3 separate regions of the Mus musculus genome follow, and all the other regions are linked to region 3. The links are chromatin contacts, called in public Hi-C maps. All regions are on one chromosome and are shown on one strand. The core of a region is the stretch at or near the end of the contact, and the rest is flanking DNA. Distances in the headings are between cores, read along the strand shown.

What was found. Hi-C and Micro-C count contacts between places; a contact is called where the count stands out from the background.
Region 1: a Hi-C map of B cells shows a contact between it and region 3, with 6 read pairs. The contact joins the promoter of Prrc2c here to the promoter of Cop1 in region 3. A contact is called at or near these places in 1 of 39 promoter capture datasets (pre-B cells) and 1 of 484 Hi-C or Micro-C datasets (B cells).
Region 2: a contact with region 3 is called in a Hi-C map of CD8 T cells, with 4 times the contacts expected there. The contact joins the promoter of Gorab here to the promoter of Cop1 in region 3. A contact is called at or near these places in 2 of 484 Hi-C or Micro-C datasets (CD4 T cells and CD8 T cells).

Annotation. Positions count from the first base shown.
Region 1 is chr1:162,738,991-162,741,826 of GRCm38.p6, reverse strand. It overlaps Prrc2c (proline-rich coiled-coil 2C), which reads left to right and starts at 1,271. Exons shown (of 35, transcript NM_001081290.1): 1 at 1,271-1,502.
Region 2 is chr1:163,402,239-163,405,047 of GRCm38.p6, reverse strand. It overlaps Gorab (golgin, RAB6-interacting), which reads left to right and starts at 1,379. Exons shown (of 5, transcript NM_178883.6): 1 at 1,379-1,525. The coding sequence starts at 1,465. Gm24940 (a small nuclear RNA gene) reads right to left here and starts at 2,765; the gene lies at 2,646-2,765.
Region 3 is chr1:159,230,642-159,233,452 of GRCm38.p6, reverse strand. Cop1 (COP1, E3 ubiquitin ligase) reads right to left here and starts at 1,253. Exons shown (of 20, transcript NM_011931.4): 1 at 603-1,253. The coding sequence starts at 1,015.

The DNA of each region.
Region 1 (2,836 bases), core at 22-2,521, 3.5 Mb before region 3:
TCCTGTTCTATCAATCAGCAAATTATGTCTCATTTTGGAAGGTCTCTGAAGGGGCTAAGGGTTATAGTTCAGTTGGATTAGCACTTGCCTAACATGTTGAAGGCAAGCCCCAGATTCGAGCCCCAGAAATGCAAAGCAAACAAAATCTAAAACAAATGATCACAAATGTCAATTGGGGAAGAAGTTACTTGTGGTTACTGCGCTATTATTTTATGGTTGTTCTAACGTTGTGGTATCACCCCATGAATACATGCCAGTTGCAAGCGGAGGAGTTTACTCAGACCAGGACAAGAATCTTTGGATTTATTATACACTATAGATATCTCATAAAGTAGAGAAATATCACATACTCGTGGATTACCTTCTTTCCGTTGGGGAAAGGAAGACCAAACCTAGAGACTTGCATATATGTGACAAGATACTACGCGGCACTGAGGTACATGCTCAGCCCCCAGGTAGAATATTATCATTTTCCTTCCTCACTTCGGGTACTGCCTTGTCTCTACTATACACTTACCTAGTAAACATCTGCATGAATGACTCTTTTTTTTTTTTTTTTTTTTTTTTTGGCTTTCGAGACAGGGTTTCTCTGTATAGCCATGGCTGTCCTGGAACTCACTTTGTAGACCAGGCTGGCCTTGAACTCAGAAATCCACCTGCCTCTGCCTCCCAAGTGCTGGGATTAAAGGCGTACACCACCACGGCCCGGCCTGCATGAGTGACTCTTAACTGTTAGTTTTCTCTGTTAGGTAGTTGTTCCAAGAGGTAAACATTGCCAGAGGAGTCAGAAATAAACAGTGCCTTATTTTACACCAAAATTACAAATGCCGAAGGTGGCCTCAGCAAAGCACGCCAGTCGCTTTTGTCCCTAACACTTGGATTATTTTTTTCACTCCGAGGTAACTTCGGTCTTCTCAAATTGCCACCACACCATGGCCCCTCACTTTGCCCCCCCCCCCCCCCTAAGAACATTCGGTCAAAGCGCAGGTTGTAAACGTTTATGTTCCTCCATCAGTTGTTGTCAATGCACGGAGACAAACCAAGTCGTGATTCCTCACGGAGGGCTCAAGGTTTTTGGAATCTTCCCAGGTGGAAAAGCTTTGTCTCCGAAATGGCTCTGCTTGACGAACTCCCTCCTTCCAGTAGGAGGTAGCGTTGCCCTCCGCCGCAGTCGAGAAGCGGCGGAGGCTGTCACGTGACCCCGCAGCCTCAACCCCTCCACCCCCCCCGGGGCGGTCTTGCGGAGATTTGCCTTACGTACGCAACGTCATGACGTAGCACGTAGGGGCTGGCTAGCCGCCATCTTGCTTCTTTTTCTCGCTCGCTCTCACCCTCTCAGGAGGTAGCGAAAGTGCTTTGGCGGTTTGTACGGCGGTGGCTCGGGCTTTCGGGACCGAGCGGCCCTGCGGACGGTCTCTCGAGGCAATCTCCCCTCCCCTGACCCTGATCCGTCCGGGGCGAGCCCCTTGGAAGCGCGCAGACTTGGTTCTCAACCCTGGCGGGTAAGGAGAGCGAGGGCGTCCGGACCGTGAAGAGGCCCGATGGAGGAGGGAGGGAAGGCACGGGCGCTGGAGCCAGGCCTGGGGGCCCGCGGCGTCTCTCCCTGGGCTCCCGGCGTCGTGCTGTCCGCGGAGATCCGGAGCAGGGCTCGTCGCCCATGTGCGCGGCGTGTGCTGCGGCGGGGCGGCCCTGCGATGGCCGAGGGAGCCTCCGCCCGCGCGGGGCCTGCGCGCGCCGTTTTTCCACGGCGTGGAGGACGGTGCCCGTGGCGGCTCCGAGCGCTCTTAGTGCCTGCGGATGCTCCTGTGGTGATGGCTGGCGTTTGCAGCCAGCGGTGTGTAGTCCAGGGCGGTCGTAGAGGCTCTACCAGGACCCAGGACCAACGAACCCCACTTCCGCTGGGGACAAGCTGAACAACTTCTTGGAGGATTTGAGTAGTCTTTTCCTCCCTCTAGGCCGCTCCAGCCCGGCATTTGTGGGAATACGGCTCGGCTGCTGCCTGATTTTCAGAGAGAGCGTTTAGTATTACTGGTTGCTAGAGTAGAGACCCTAGTTAAGACCGAAGAAAAATAGCATGGGAGCCAGTGAGGACTCTTGCTTGATTTTGCATATAAGGACCGCTCTGATCTCTTTAAAGGGGATGTATATTTGTTTGAAGTGTGTTCAAGATCTTTGGGGTGGGGGGATCCAACTTGCCTAGTAATTCCTGACTCTTAAAACTACCCGGATTTCCGCATTGGCTGGTCTTCAACCTCGGTTCATAAATTCATACCCCAGCAGGATACTTAGAATTGTACAGTAGGCGGCCCTCCTGTTAGGGTTTCTCTTTGGGAATGCACCAGAAGAATCGGAAGATGCTTGCTTCATCGAGTGCTCAGGAGTCAATTCCCGCTAATAGACGTTACAGAGAGGGTGGTATGAAGCGGCCACCACGTCTGACCTCTAGCATTTTTTAAAAGTAGATTTAAGCTTCCATGTTGGTCATTAAGATGCTGCTTTGGCTGGAGCCATTTTTAGGTGTGTGTCACAGATGCACTGCAGCATCTTTTCTGGCTGGCTCCAAATGCATTGATTCTCCAAAAATTAGAAATAGATTGAGTTTGCATATAGAAAAGAAGTTTTTATATGATTTTTCTGGGATGAATTTGTCATAATAAGCTTTTGGGTTTTTTTGGGGGGGGTGTCTGTAGGTGTGTGTGAAGAACATAGAATGCTGGCTGATCTCTCATTACTTAACCTCTAACTGTATGCTCTCAAGACCTTTATATACATTATCCTTTTTGATCCTAGTCTTTGAGGAAGGAGCTCTTATACTTGGTTTACAGATGAGGACAAG
Region 2 (2,809 bases), core at 130-2,629, 4.2 Mb before region 3:
AGGAGATTTGGAATGTTGCAAGGGGGAAAGTATAATTTTATACAGATGTATTTTATTGGCTTTTATTATCTCTTGCTGGTGCCTTGATTTGCATTCACAAGCAAGGCAAAACCTTTTAAAATACCATAATTACTGACTCTATTAAGATTAGTGATAAATCTTGTCTTATAGAAAATGTATAAATAAAATGTAACAGAAAGCACACAAGTAGGTTTAAAATTGTTGTTGAGTCACTAGTAAATGGTTATTGTGTGCAGAGGGCAAGCTGAATCCACTACCAGATTGTGACTAATACATTCTATTCTGGAGTTAATGTATATCTGTTTACACATTTAGTCTATGTTCAAAACTTGAACGAAACTAATCCTTTTGGATGGTATTTTGCCTTTCAAATATATTGAAAATAAACTCATCTTTAAGATAAGCATGTGTGGCATCCTTGAATTTTGGAAAACCTGTTACATTTCAAAGTTCAAAGATTACAAGAAAGATGTCAAACTTTTTTCTGATACTTATATAACTGAACTGCTCATTTCAATTGCTGGTGTCATATTTTATTTTCCAGTATACTCCTTTACTTCAACTTGATTAAAAATATTGACTCTCGAGTCGAAAATTAATATTCTTTAAAAAAATTTTCAATGTAGCCAATGTAATGTTTTCAGTTGTTTTTAGTAAAAATAATGAAAAAAAGAAATGGTTTAAAAAACGCTGACCTACACATACATGGACAAGCTTTGCATCTTCTAATTTTCTAAACTCTGCTTAAAACGGAGAAATGGAAGCTCAAGAAGATAGCTTTAGACAAAAGAAAAAAAAATCACCATTTAGGACTTGAGTGTGGTGTGTTGAGGGACTTCTATAGGCAGGAGGAGACCAGCAAAATATCTTGGCATAAGGATTAGGTTCTTAGACTCATTCATCATAGAAACAAGAAATCGAAATCTGCTAGATGTTATTGTCTAGAAGTGAACTGGCCAATGCTTAAATCTCAACCCTACACCCTGTTTCTCCATGACTTAGAACCTACAAGCCAAGGATGCTCCGGTACCGCCCACCTCCCAGGCAATACAGGCTCCGCCCAGCTAGTCAGGCAGTTCCGACCTGTAGGCCTCCTCTGTCACTGCCGCTCTACCTGTTTTCCTCAACCCTTCCTCATATTCCCATAACCCCCACTTCCCCCCAAAGATATAAAGCAAGAAGAACTGGAACGTGTAGCAGAGGCCTGTGAGTGGAAGCGAAGGCCGTGCTTTTGTAGTCCACCGAGTCAGGCTTTCAGGCATCGCTCGGGGCAGCCCCACAGGTACCGGGTCCCTGAATGCAGAGGGAGGCCTAGCGCCACAGTTCGGCACGCTGATTGGCTGTTCGCCGCGCCACTGAAGGAACCCGGATGTGCCTGTGGAGCTGTGTTGGCAGTCTGCGCGCGGAGATTTGGGCACTCTTTGGGTGCCCAGGGCTAGGCGGATGGCTCAGGATTGGGCGGGCTTCTCTGAGGAAGAGCTGAGGAGACTAAAGCAGAATAAAGGTAAGGTGTACTTGCGCGCGGGTGTGGAGTCTCGAGTCTGAAGGACAGGAGGCCGTCTTAGTGGGCGAGGGGGCGTGGGGGCTGGAACTCCAAGTTGGGGGACAGGGGTGGTGGGATTCCCTAGGTGTCTTTGCTGCAGAGGCCAGAGGGACGGCCCAGGGGTTTCTCTTTTAGCATCTGTTTTCTGATGATTTGATGTTTTCCTGTAAAAAGGAATGAGGTTAGGAAGAGAAAGCGAAGCCACCACCTGAATGGCCCCTAAGGGAGGCTTTTAACCCAAACCAATGGTTGTAAACTTGGGTTCAGGGTGAATGAAGACTAATACTGCATATACAGCATCATAATTGTGAACTTATAAAACCAGATATTTGGGAAAGGTGTCATGAGAGTGAATCAACGCAGAAGAAGTGGTATTTATGATCCATCCGCATTGCCTTTACTTCTGGCTACCAGATGAGTTTGCATTTCTTTCCAGTTCTTGGGAGTCAGCAAACTAAAAGGACTTTTCGAGAGGTTAGATTTGAAGTGCGTGTGTGTATTTGTGTGTACATGCACAGTGCACTTACATGTCTGTCTCTTCTGCCTTCAGGGACAGTGGAAATCTGCTGCCCCGGATGGGGCGGGGGGCTTTCTGGAATAATTATAGATCACTGTATGGGCTTGCGATAACGCTGCTTCTGATTTATTAAGTTTTCCAGTACTTGGTAGGAAAGGATGTAAAATGCTCTTGACCTGTGATTGCAATTTCACAAAAATGTCTGTGGTAGGCTTGGAAATGCCCATCACTTCTGTGAGAACTTTGTGCCACTCTTGGCAACATTTTAAAAAGTACCTTAAGGATAAAATTAAATTCTTCCATGTCTATAGTTTGTGAGATATCTGGATATGTCTTGGGTACTTGGAATATTTAGCCTAGATATGTGAATTATCTAGGACTGACAGGTGCAGAAGGAAGTAAATTACTAACATGGGGTCAATGTGGGGAAGACTGGACTGGCTGATCTTTCTTAGTACTGTCATGGAATTATCATGTCAGATGTGTTCCAACTGATTCTGTCCAGCTGGCTGTTTTCAGGTTCTTTCCTTCTGTAACTCATTCTCCATTCATATACCTATATGTACAAATGCAGGCACCTAGATCTGATCTGACTCAGTTCTCAGTATTTGAATCAGGTGTGTTGTCTGGTCCAGGGGCCTCTTCCGTCCTTGTCATGGGGAATGCTAACCTGCCATGAAGCACAACGTCTGCCTTAGAGATGTCAAAAGTAGCAGGACATCTTTGCC
Region 3 (2,811 bases), core at 4-2,503:
TGTGAACAAACTTTGACTACAAAATTATTAACAGTATTACAAGTGTCCTATCTATTCAAATTCATATTCCAACGCAGGATGGGCAAAAATAACTTCGTAAAGCATCACCAACCAGGTTTCGAGCACCATCTACTTTTTTACAATATAGTGTTGACCAGCAATCCCACACCTCAGAATCACCAGGCACTAACTAGTCTTCTACCTCCGAAAATCATGAACTACTCCTGACTGATACTTCGTCCACTAGATGGCCAAAAAAAGAAAGAAAACAAAAACAAAAACCAGAAGGGATTTAACCTCCTACCCCGAATACTTCCTTTCTAATAACCACTTACTGGACCTCCATCTTTATCCTTAAGCACTCCCTTAAATGCCTTCAGTTCCTGGACACCAGCACCCACTTCTGTGCAATCCCATTTCACCACTTTGCCTAAGGATCCCAGTCCAGCTCCACCTCCCAACCGGGAACCTTAACTCTGCAAACACTCAACTCTCTAGGTTCGAATCCCAGCACCTCCAACAGGCCTCCCTCCACGGGACCCCGCCAGGCTCAGCAGCAGAAACTCGTGGTCATGCACGCAGGGGCTGCTATGCAAACCCACCAGACGAAGTCGTTGCTTTTGTCCTCGTAGGAGTTGAGGAGCCCGTTACAAAGCGGGACGAGCAGAGGTCGCTTCCTACTGCTACTGCCGAGGCTGGAGCTGCTCCCTCCAACGCCGGCGCTGGGCCTGGCCGCGCAGCTGAGCCGGGACTGGCCCGCGGACACCGCCCCGCCGGCGCTCGCGCTGCCAGACACCGCGGCCGCCACCAGCACAGGCCGCCCCGGGCCGCCGAGGCCGCCGGAGCCCGCGGCCGGAGCCACGCCGCCGGACACCAGCGTCGCCGCCGAGGCCGCCACGGACGGCGGCGACGGAGACGAGGATAAGGACGAGGAGGCGGAAGTCACCGAGGAGGCGGCCGAGGAGCCGGGGCTCGTCCCAGCGGAACCCGAGCCGGCCTGGCGGCTACCTGACATCGTGACTCCCTCCCTTGGCCCTGCGCTCCGAGGCGAGGGCCCGGACAGACCGCGACCCTCCGCCGCCCCCGGCGCTCAGCTCCCGAGCATCCTGAGGACGCGCCGGGAGACGGGCCGGGGGAACAATAAAGTTAGGCTTCCCACCGCCGCCCCGCCGCCGCGTCCTACGCGAGGGGGCGGGGGAAACTATCACATCCGAGGAGCCATGACTGCCGAGGAGGCCGCCGGGGCAGCCAACCCGGGCGCGCCGAGGCGGTCGGGCTTGCGCATGAGCGGCGGAAGGGGCGGGGCAGCGGAGCAGCTGCGCGCGCAGGCGCCGGCGCCGGCGCCGGGCTGTACGGAGATGCCGAGCGTGTAGTTCTCCGAGTGGAAAGCTGATTTCCTTTCTGACGTAGTAGAGAGATGGCCGTTTTCATGGAGCCAAAGGGTGGAAGGGGAAAGGACGGGGAATCTGGTCTAGTGGACCGGGAACGCTCGAAAAGCAACTGCTTAAGCGTGCCCCGGGTGGACGCTGGCGGATTGCCCAGCTAAAACTGCGGCGGTACGGAGCAGTGGTGTTGCGCATGCGTGTGAGCGAGCGCGCATGCGGCTATGGATTATTATCTGGAAAATACTAAGCTCACTTGTGTTCTCTTGCGGCTTCGCGCTTTTTCCCGATTGTGTGGCAGGAATATAATTTGTTTTCGTTTAGATTTTTTTTTTCTGTTTAGATTTTGAAGTCCTGTTAGGAGGAGTAAGGGGCCAGGGCAGTGAAAAAGGGTTACAAGCCTTAGGTTTCAATCTGAAAGAGCCACAACGTGAGGACTTCCCCACGTTCTGACTCAGGAGAGGCGACACCCCAAAATCACCAACGAGAAACGGTCTTGCTGCAAATTGCAAGAGGATTTTTATTCAAGAGCGCTCTCGGCCCACGGTCATACACCACGCAGGGGTAGAGGACCGTGGCGCCCCGAGTAGCTGGGTTAGGGGGTATTTAAAGGAAGAAACCACAACTTAAGGAGGTGGGAAGGGCGTTGTTGGAAAATACCAAAAATACCAGTTAAGAGTCACAAGGAAGTACAAAGTCACAAGTGTCAGGTTATCTCTCAAGACAGTTTCTAAGAGCCCCTAACAATCTAAGAGCCCCTAGCAATAGCACCTTTGCATAGTGGGTTCCAGCAATGGTCAGGGTGACTTTCTTTGAATTAACACTCTTTGAACCCAGGAAGCTGATGGGTGGAGGAATGTTGATATCTGTTTTATGATTAGCATACCTTGGAGCATTGAGTCACAAAGGCAAAATTCCCAAGCCTGGGCCCAAAGGCCTAGAATTTTGTCTTTATTACTCTTTCAAATCAAACATTTTATAGTACCAGAAATTATTTGCTTCTTGTCCCTGATGTCACTTATCTAAATTATCTCCAACCTTTTGTAAAACCTCATTGATAACTCCGTCTTTGTTGGCATTGAAGCAGCAATACTCGCCTAGTTCCCCTGGGAAATGAAAACTAAGTCTAAACCTGGCCGGTTTAGGAGGACAACTTTTGTCAGAGCCTCTGTCTGGACATGAAGCAGATAGAATTCAACGTGTCTGATGTCTACCAGTCTGATGATGCATCTGTTGTAGGCTCCTTTATCCTCTGATTAGGGATACAGTACTTAGGGCTACTGTCCTTATTCCTTCTGTCACTGGACCACAGAGAGCGGCAACCCAAGGGGGAATAAGAGATGGGCACCTTATGGTCCTGGATAAGCATACACTTGGAGTATATACATAAAACTGGATTATTATACACATTCCTAAGTGTTGGGAATTA